Linked DNA regions of Mus musculus: region 1 is linked to region 2. The links are chromatin contacts, called in public promoter capture Hi-C maps. All regions are on one chromosome and are shown on one strand. The core of a region is the stretch at or near the end of the contact, and the rest is flanking DNA. Distances in the headings are between cores, read along the strand shown.

Region 1 (3,491 bases), core at 985-3,484, 2.1 Mb before region 2:
AGGGCTACCTCACCACCTGCAACAGGCCCCAAAGCTGTAGCCCCTCTAGGACGGGGACATTGGAAGAGCCTGGAGGGGCTAAGAGGTGCGGCCATGCCCAACTGGTCTGGATCCTGGGATTTCTGGGGGCCTGTAGCCAGGGCAGGAGGGTGCACAGATGTGGATAGTGGTTAGGCCTGTGTCATACTTGACAAGGTGCCACACCCACTGGTGACAGCTGTGGCCCCTCCATGTCAACCACAGGAAAGCCCTCCAATTTCCTTCCCCCATGCCAGGACCCCTGGGGTTCCAAATGAGCCCAGCCTTCCCACCTCACACACACATGCTGCCCTCTTCATCTTGGTTGAGAAGGGTGTGCTCAGGTGGAGGGCAATCCCATCTCAGTCCTGTCAGAGAGCTGTCAGTGAGGGATGGAGACTCCGTCTAGAGCCAGGAAGGTCTCAGGCTGAGAGGTGGATCTAAGACCTAGGTTAAAGACCAGCCAGGAAAGGAAGCTACACCCTACCTACTTCACTCTTGGGTTCCAATCTGAGCAGTGGATCTTCTTTCTTTTGAGTCCGAGTCCTGCTATTATGTATCCCTGACTGGTCTGGAACTCTGAACATAGAACAGACTGTCCTGGAACTCATAGAGATCTTCTGGACTCTGCTACCCAAATGCTGTGTGCCACAACCCCCTGATTCCTATTTATTTATTTTTATTTATATGGATGTTTTGCCTTCCTTTGTATGTGTGCAAACCATGTATATGCAGTTCTTATAGAGGCCAGGAGAAAGAGTTAGATCACTTGGAACTGAAGCAACACACAGTTATGAGCCACCATATGGGTGCTGGGAATTGAACCCAGATCCTTTAGAACAGCGCTCCTAACTGCCGAGCCAACTTTCCAGTTTTGCTTATTTATTTATTGTTTTTTTCCCTGTCTGTCTGCATATAAGTATACGCACATATGTTAAGTGCCTGAGGAGGCCAGAGACAAATGGATTTTCCCGGAACCGGTACTACAGGTGAGGATGAACTGCTGATGTGGATGCTGGAAATTGAACTGGGTCTCAGCGCACTGTGTGCTCTTAATTGCTGAGCTATCTTTCTAGCCTAGATCCAGTTTCTTCTGTTGGACCAAGGAAGTCAGCTTCCCATAGCCTCTTGCTGCTGTTGAGCTCTTCAAACTCTCCTGGCACAGACAGGGCTTTCTTCCCTCTTCCTGGCTAATGCAGACATGAGCTTCCCACTGGCACTGTAACAAGTTGCAGCATATACCAGTTGCAGAAGCTCACGTGTACTCTCTTCCAGTTCCAGATGCCCACGCTTGCAGTAGTTTCATGGTGTCCACAGGGCTGTGCTCCTTCTGGGATTTGAGGAAGAATCCTCTTTTCCTCACCCAGCTTTACTAAAGCCTGTATGCTGAGACCAGGCTGCACTCTGGAATAGTCACTGTGCCATGATGCCATGGTGGTCTCTGAGAGTTCCTGAGACACCACCCTGACACAGAGCTGGATCCCGGATTGCTCCTCTGGGTTCAATCCACAATTGGATGTTGACTCTGTACAGGTTTCTTTTCCCCTCCCAGTGGGCATGGAGTCAGGGGATGTGACCACTGGAGGTCTGTATCATGAAGCCTTCCATGATGGAGCGCCACCTTCCACGGCCCCCAGGAGCACCTACAGCAAAGTACACTAAGCCTTCCTTTTCTGTACTGGGAACCTGACACACACTTCCCATTCCTTTTCCAGCCCATGTCATATTTATTGGCGTGAATCAAACCGATTGGCTTCACATCTACTGTCCTGGGCTGGAATCTGGTCTCACCCGAAAAGTGTAGCCGTTGAGAGTCCTAAGAGAAGAGATGAGGCCAAGATTGGCTAAGATAGGACAGGGGTTGTGGATCATCTCGGCTGCATCAAGGGGAGATGGGAAGAAGGCTGATTCCTGGTGACTGGGGAGGAGAGGTGCTGATTCCGAACGCGTAGAGGGGCGGAAGCAGCAGGATGGAGCCTCAAACACATCCCAAGCACTAGCGGGCCAGGGTCTCCACTGCCCGACCTTGCTCCGCTGACAGCGGGTCACTGCGGCCGGGAGAGGGGCGGGGCTCGGAAGCGAGAGGAGGAGGAGCCCGAGAGGGGACGGGGCGGAGCCATGTTTGTGAGCGCGATAGAGCGCCCAAGCAAGGAGGGGGCGGAGCTTAAGGGCGTGGTTGCGCGGGGGCCTACGGGCTGGGCTTTGGGCGGGGCTCAGGGCGGGCCCCGGTGCGCCGCTGCGTTCCACGCTTCCGGCCCGGTGCTCAACCAGCTGCTCGCACCTTCCGCCCAGCGCCGGCTTTCCGCGCGACGATCGCCAAGTTCCATCTTCGCGTGGCCTCTGCGGCGCCCGAGCCCGCAATGTCGGGCCCCAACGGGGACCTAGGCATGCCGGTGGATGCGGGCACGGAAGGAGAGAATGACAGCTTCGGGGAAGCAGGTGACCTGGGGTGGGTTGGTGTTGCTGAGGCGACCTTTGCATTGCCGGGAGTACTGTCCGAGGGTCTGGAATCGGGCGGGGATGTGGGGCGTGGGAGGGACTAAGGAGATGTCTCACTCTGCCTGAGTGGCTCTGGAGTTGTCCCCACAGCCACCTCGGAGGCGATGGCGAGCAATAGCGAACGGAGCGCTGCAGTGCTGGAGAACTATCGCTAACCAGCCCTGCTGTCGCATAGGGAAACTGAGGCAGCTTCAGAGACGCTTGTGGGTTTGGGATTTGCTTCAGACACTTTCCTCGCTGAAGAGGGGGCGGGTCCTGCATGGCTCTGCAGGAGGTGTTGGCCGGGTGGGCGCCCCACTATGCTGAGTCAGCACCCCAGCCACCTGGTTTTGCTGGTGTGACCTGCTTATTGAGTACTGTGTTTGGGTGCACAGCACTGCAGAAGGACCTCAGGGGACTCATCAGCCCACATACTGTTTTTGCACGTTTGGGAACCTCAGTTTTCCCATCAGCAATATTGGGCACATTGGTGTCTTCTGTATTGAGGTGTAGTGGGATTTAAGGGGAAATGGGATAGAAATGGTGAGACTCCAGAGTACAATTTCCTTCTGAAAGCGGGTTTTTGTTTTTGTTTTGTTTTGTCTGAGTGTAGTCAAGTCTGGTGTGGTGCCTTACCTAGAGGGCAGGCAGGACTTTACTGTGCAATAAGGATGGGGTATGCTTTTGCTTTGTTATAAAAACTTTATTAAGCTGTAGGTCACACTGTAGGTTGTACCATTTAAAATGTACAGTTCTGCAGTTTCATATATTCACAGCATAGCCATTGTCACAACAGACTCAGAATATTTTCAGCACCTGGGTTCTGCTCTTTAATAAAGGTTGCCATCCACCTGGAGGTAGGCGGTGGGACACTAGTGTTGGGGAACAGTGACTGCTGGCAGCCATGGTGAACATAAGGGAATTTAGTGAGGAGGTGGCGTAACTCTGAGTGACACTGAGATGGTGGGGAGGAGGCTGTCCCAGGACATTAGCTA
Region 2 (4,035 bases), core at 1,375-3,874:
CAGAAAGAAAGAAAGAAAGAAAGAAAGAAAGAAAGAAAGAAAGAAAGAAAGAAAGAAAGAAAGGCAGGCGGGCGCGGGGGAGATGAGTGCTATTAAATAGGACCAGAAGCCAGGCAGTGGTGGTGCACACCTTTAATCCCAGCACTCGGGAGGCAGAGGCAGGTGGATTTCTGAGTTTCAGGCCAGCCTGGTCTATAGAGTGAGTTCCAGGACAGCCAGGGCTACACAGAGAAACCCTGTCTCGAAAAACCAAAAAAAAAAAAAAAAAAAAAAAAAAAAAAAAGAGGACCAGAGTTTGGTTCCCAGCACCCACATTTAGCAGCTCACAACTGCCTGTAACTCCAGTTCTAGAAAATCAACACCTTCTTCTGGCCTCTGTGGCCACAAGCACACCTGGTGCACATAAATTCTTGCTGACGCACACGCACATACATAAATAAAATAAAATTTAAAAATAAGTAAAGCATATTGGACACTGAACATCCCCCCCTTAGAGACATCCATCTGGGTGAAACTTTGGGGCGGGAGGGGCTACACTTGGCTGCTCGCAAAGAGAATCCAGGTTCAATTTCCAGCACCACAAGGTAACTTACAACCTTCTGTAACTCAGATCCAGGGCACTACACAAAGGTGATACACAGACAGACAGACAGACAGGAAAAATACTCATAGACATGGAAACAATAAATAAAATGTTCAAGAAAAAACATTTGAAAGACTTTTGGATGGAAAATAACCCTGAGCTACCTGAGTTATTCTCATGACTACAGTCTGTCTGAGAGGCAGTTATAGTCTACACAGAAACTAACGCTGCCACTGTCTACCTGTTCACCTGTGCACAAAGATGAAAAGGATTCCCATTTGGAAAAGTAGGAGCTCAAAATGGTCAGGTGACTTCTAAGACTAACCACAAAAAAGCACTAGGTACAAAAACCAGGATGGACGGTTTCTTGCCCCAGGTCTCAAGCTTTTCAAATACAGCCCTCTACTCCCAACTGCTAAGAAGCATGCTTTTCAGCACTAAAAGGCACTGTCCTGACAGAGCAAGGCAGCACCTAGAACCCTACTGCTAGGCGCCCGGGCCACAGGTTGTGACTCAATACTAGAGGGCTTGCCTAGCATTCCTGAGGCCCTGGGTTTGACCCCTAGGACCTCAAAACAAAAGTAAAATGAAAACCCTAGAGTCAGTTAAAGTCCTCCCTCAACGATGGGTTTGCTAAGTTCCACAGAAAGCTCAAAGCCTGCTGGCAAGCCAAAACTTTCCTTTCCTTTTGAAAAAATTCATTTTTTTACAGTTTTCATACAAGTATTTATCCATAGCTGTGGATACAAGGTCTGGCATGAAACAAACCGGCCCTTGCAAGGACCACACTTTATCCACAGGAAACTCCAAAGAAAATGTTACCCCTGGAAGGTGAAGAGGCTAATGGAGAGAAAGATCAGCAATGTGTGTGATAATTACATGTCTGTCTGGGCGTTTCAGGTTTCCACAGGAAACAAGACCAAATAAAACTGGCAGAGTCAATTCCAGGTGACTGACAGGGAATGTTTACATTTAAGGGGAGGAAGGGCAGTGAAGACCCTTTCTGATCTATAATGTGGATACATACAGAGGTCTGGTTAAGGCTTTAGAGCCTTCCATCTGAAGGCTCACGGGGATTATCTCGAGGGCTGACAAGGGGGGACTGCCTATGTATGAACTGGACTTCTGAGTCCTGTGGAACAGGAGGCGCCTCTCCTAGTCGTGAGAAATGAATGAGGTAAGGCCTGCACGGCACTTTCCCAGGGTCTGGCGCTAGTAAGCGCTCTTTAAAGGCAAGCAGGGCTCGAAATTCATGTCTGTAATTTCCGCACCAAGAAGGCAAAGGCAAGACAACAAGGAGTTCAAGGCCTGCCCGAGAGGCAAGAGACCTTACCTCAAAAAAGAAACAAACAAACAAACAAACAAACAAAAGCACTCTTTTAAGTGAGAACTGTATATTTGTTTCGGGGTAATTCATCTTGTGTCCGAAGCCTGGCACAAAACCCGGAATCGCATGGAAGATGAAGGCATGCCTGCTGATTGCATCAATATCGGCATTAGCCAAAAATAAAAGAAGGCGGGAACTAAGGATGCCCGCGGGAAGAAATCGCGGCGTGGGCAAGGCACACCCGAGGGGGAGCAGGGCGCAGGGACAGCAAGGAAGGGATCGCAGTGGGGTGGGTCTTCCAGGCGACCCCGAAATGTCCCGCAGTGCCTACAGGCAACGTGGTGGAGCAAGCGTGGGTGTATGGGGACTACCGGAGGCTCAGGGACCACGGAGAGAGAAGGGAGAGCGGCAGGCCCGCTCCAAAAGTGTCCTCAGCCCCGCGAGCGGGAACGGTTTGGACCTAACCGCCTCCCCGGCAAGTGTCCGTCCACCCAGCCGGGGCTCGTCTCTGCCACTGCGGCTGAGCCCCGGTCCCAACTCCCGCCCAGCTCCCAGCCCGCGCTTCACGGCCACCCCCTGCCGCGCCCCACTCCGCACCTCACACACGGCCCACCAGCGGCAGCCGCCATCTTCGCGCGCGCGGCCCAGCCCCGCCCCCATGCGCCGTACCCACGTGACTGGGATCCTCCAGCCTGGGGGCGTGGGCTTCCGCCACGTGATGGTGGGCGTGGTCAAGATGGGGCTGTCAAGATGGCGCTGCCCTGGTGCGAGGGGAGTCCGCGGTGGAGGCGGTGGAGACTGTGAGCGGTGAAGAGGGCAAACATCTGCTACACCGTAGGTTGACAGCGGAGGCGGGTGACTGGGCGCCGGCTCCCAGGCCTCAGAGTGGCCCGTGGTGGAACACCCTTTTGGAAGCTGGAGAAGGTTGCTGGCTGGGTGAAATTGCTGCCCCTCTGCTTGGCGGGTTGAGGGCCCCAGAGGCCAAGGCGTCCCTAGTCACCAAACTTCTTCTCCCAAGAGCGCCAGACCTAGAGACATGACCCGACAGTGCCCTCCCCAGGAGTCTGGGGCTGCGCTGAGCGGGTCGGTGCTGGCGGAGGCTGCAGTGGTGTTCGCCGTGGTGTTGAGCATCCACGCTGCAGTGTGGGACCGATACTCCTGGTGCGCGGTGGCCCTCGCGGTGCAGGCCTTCTACGTCCAGTACAAGTGGGACCGGCTGCTCCAGCAGGGCAATGCCGTTTTCCAGTTCCGGATGTCCGCGAACAGCGGCTTACTGCCGGCCTCCATGGTCATGCCTTTGCTTGGGCTAGTCATGAAGGAGCGCTGCCAGACTGCAGGGAACCCATACTTCGAGCGCTTCGGCATTGTGGTTGCAGCTACTGGCATGGCAGTGGCCCTCTTCTCCTCCGTGTTGGCACTGGGCATTACTCGCCCGGTGCCCACCAATACTTGTGCCATCTCTGGTTTGGCTGGAGGCGTTATCATTTATATTATGAGGCACTCGCTCAGTGTAGGCGAGGTGATCGAGGTCCTGGAAGTCCTGCTAATATTTGTTTATCTCAACATGATCCTGCTGTACCTGCTGCCCCGATGCTTCACTCCTGGGGAGGCACTGCTGGTATTGGGTGGCATTAGCTTCGTCCTTAACCAACTCATCAAGCGCTCTCTGACTGAAAGCCAGGGGGACCCAGTGGACTTCTTCCTGTTGGTGGTGGTGGTAGGGATGGTGCTCATGGGTGTCTTTTTCAGCACCCTCTTTGTCTTCATGGATTCAGGCACCTGGGCCTCTTCCATCTTCTTCCACCTCATGACCTGTGTGCTGGGCCTTGGTGTGGTTCTGCCCTGGCTGCACTGGCTCATTCGTAGGAACCCCCTGCTTTGGCTTCTTCAGTTCCTCTTCTACACTGAAACTCGCATCTACCTCCTTGCCTATTGGTCTTTGCTGGCCTCTGTGGCCTGCCTGGTGGTGCTGTACCAGAATGCTAAGCGGTCGTCTTCTGAGTCCAAGAAGCACAGGGCGCCTACCATTACAAGAAAGTATTTCCACTTCATTGTGGTAGCCACTTATATCCCGGGCATCATCTTTGACCGGCCACTGCTGTATGTGGCCGCCACTGTGTGCCTG

What was found. Promoter capture Hi-C pulls out the DNA fragments that hold promoters and counts their contacts.
Region 1: a promoter capture Hi-C map of embryonic stem cells shows a contact between it and region 2, with 2.7 times the contacts expected there. The contact joins the promoter of 1110008P14Rik here to the promoter of Dolk in region 2.

Annotation. Positions count from the first base shown.
Region 1 is chr2:32,380,658-32,384,148 of GRCm38.p6, reverse strand. 1110008P14Rik (RIKEN cDNA 1110008P14 gene) reads left to right here and starts at 2,234. Exons shown (of 2, transcript NM_198001.2): 1 at 2,234-2,457. The coding sequence starts at 2,379.
Region 2 is chr2:30,284,943-30,288,977 of GRCm38.p6, reverse strand. It overlaps Dolk (dolichol kinase), which reads left to right and starts at 2,624. Exons shown (of 1, transcript NM_177648.3): 1 at 2,624-4,035. The coding sequence starts at 2,947. Nup188 (nucleoporin 188) reads right to left here and starts at 2,562. Exons shown (of 44, transcript NM_198304.3): 1 at 2,508-2,562. The coding sequence starts at 2,539.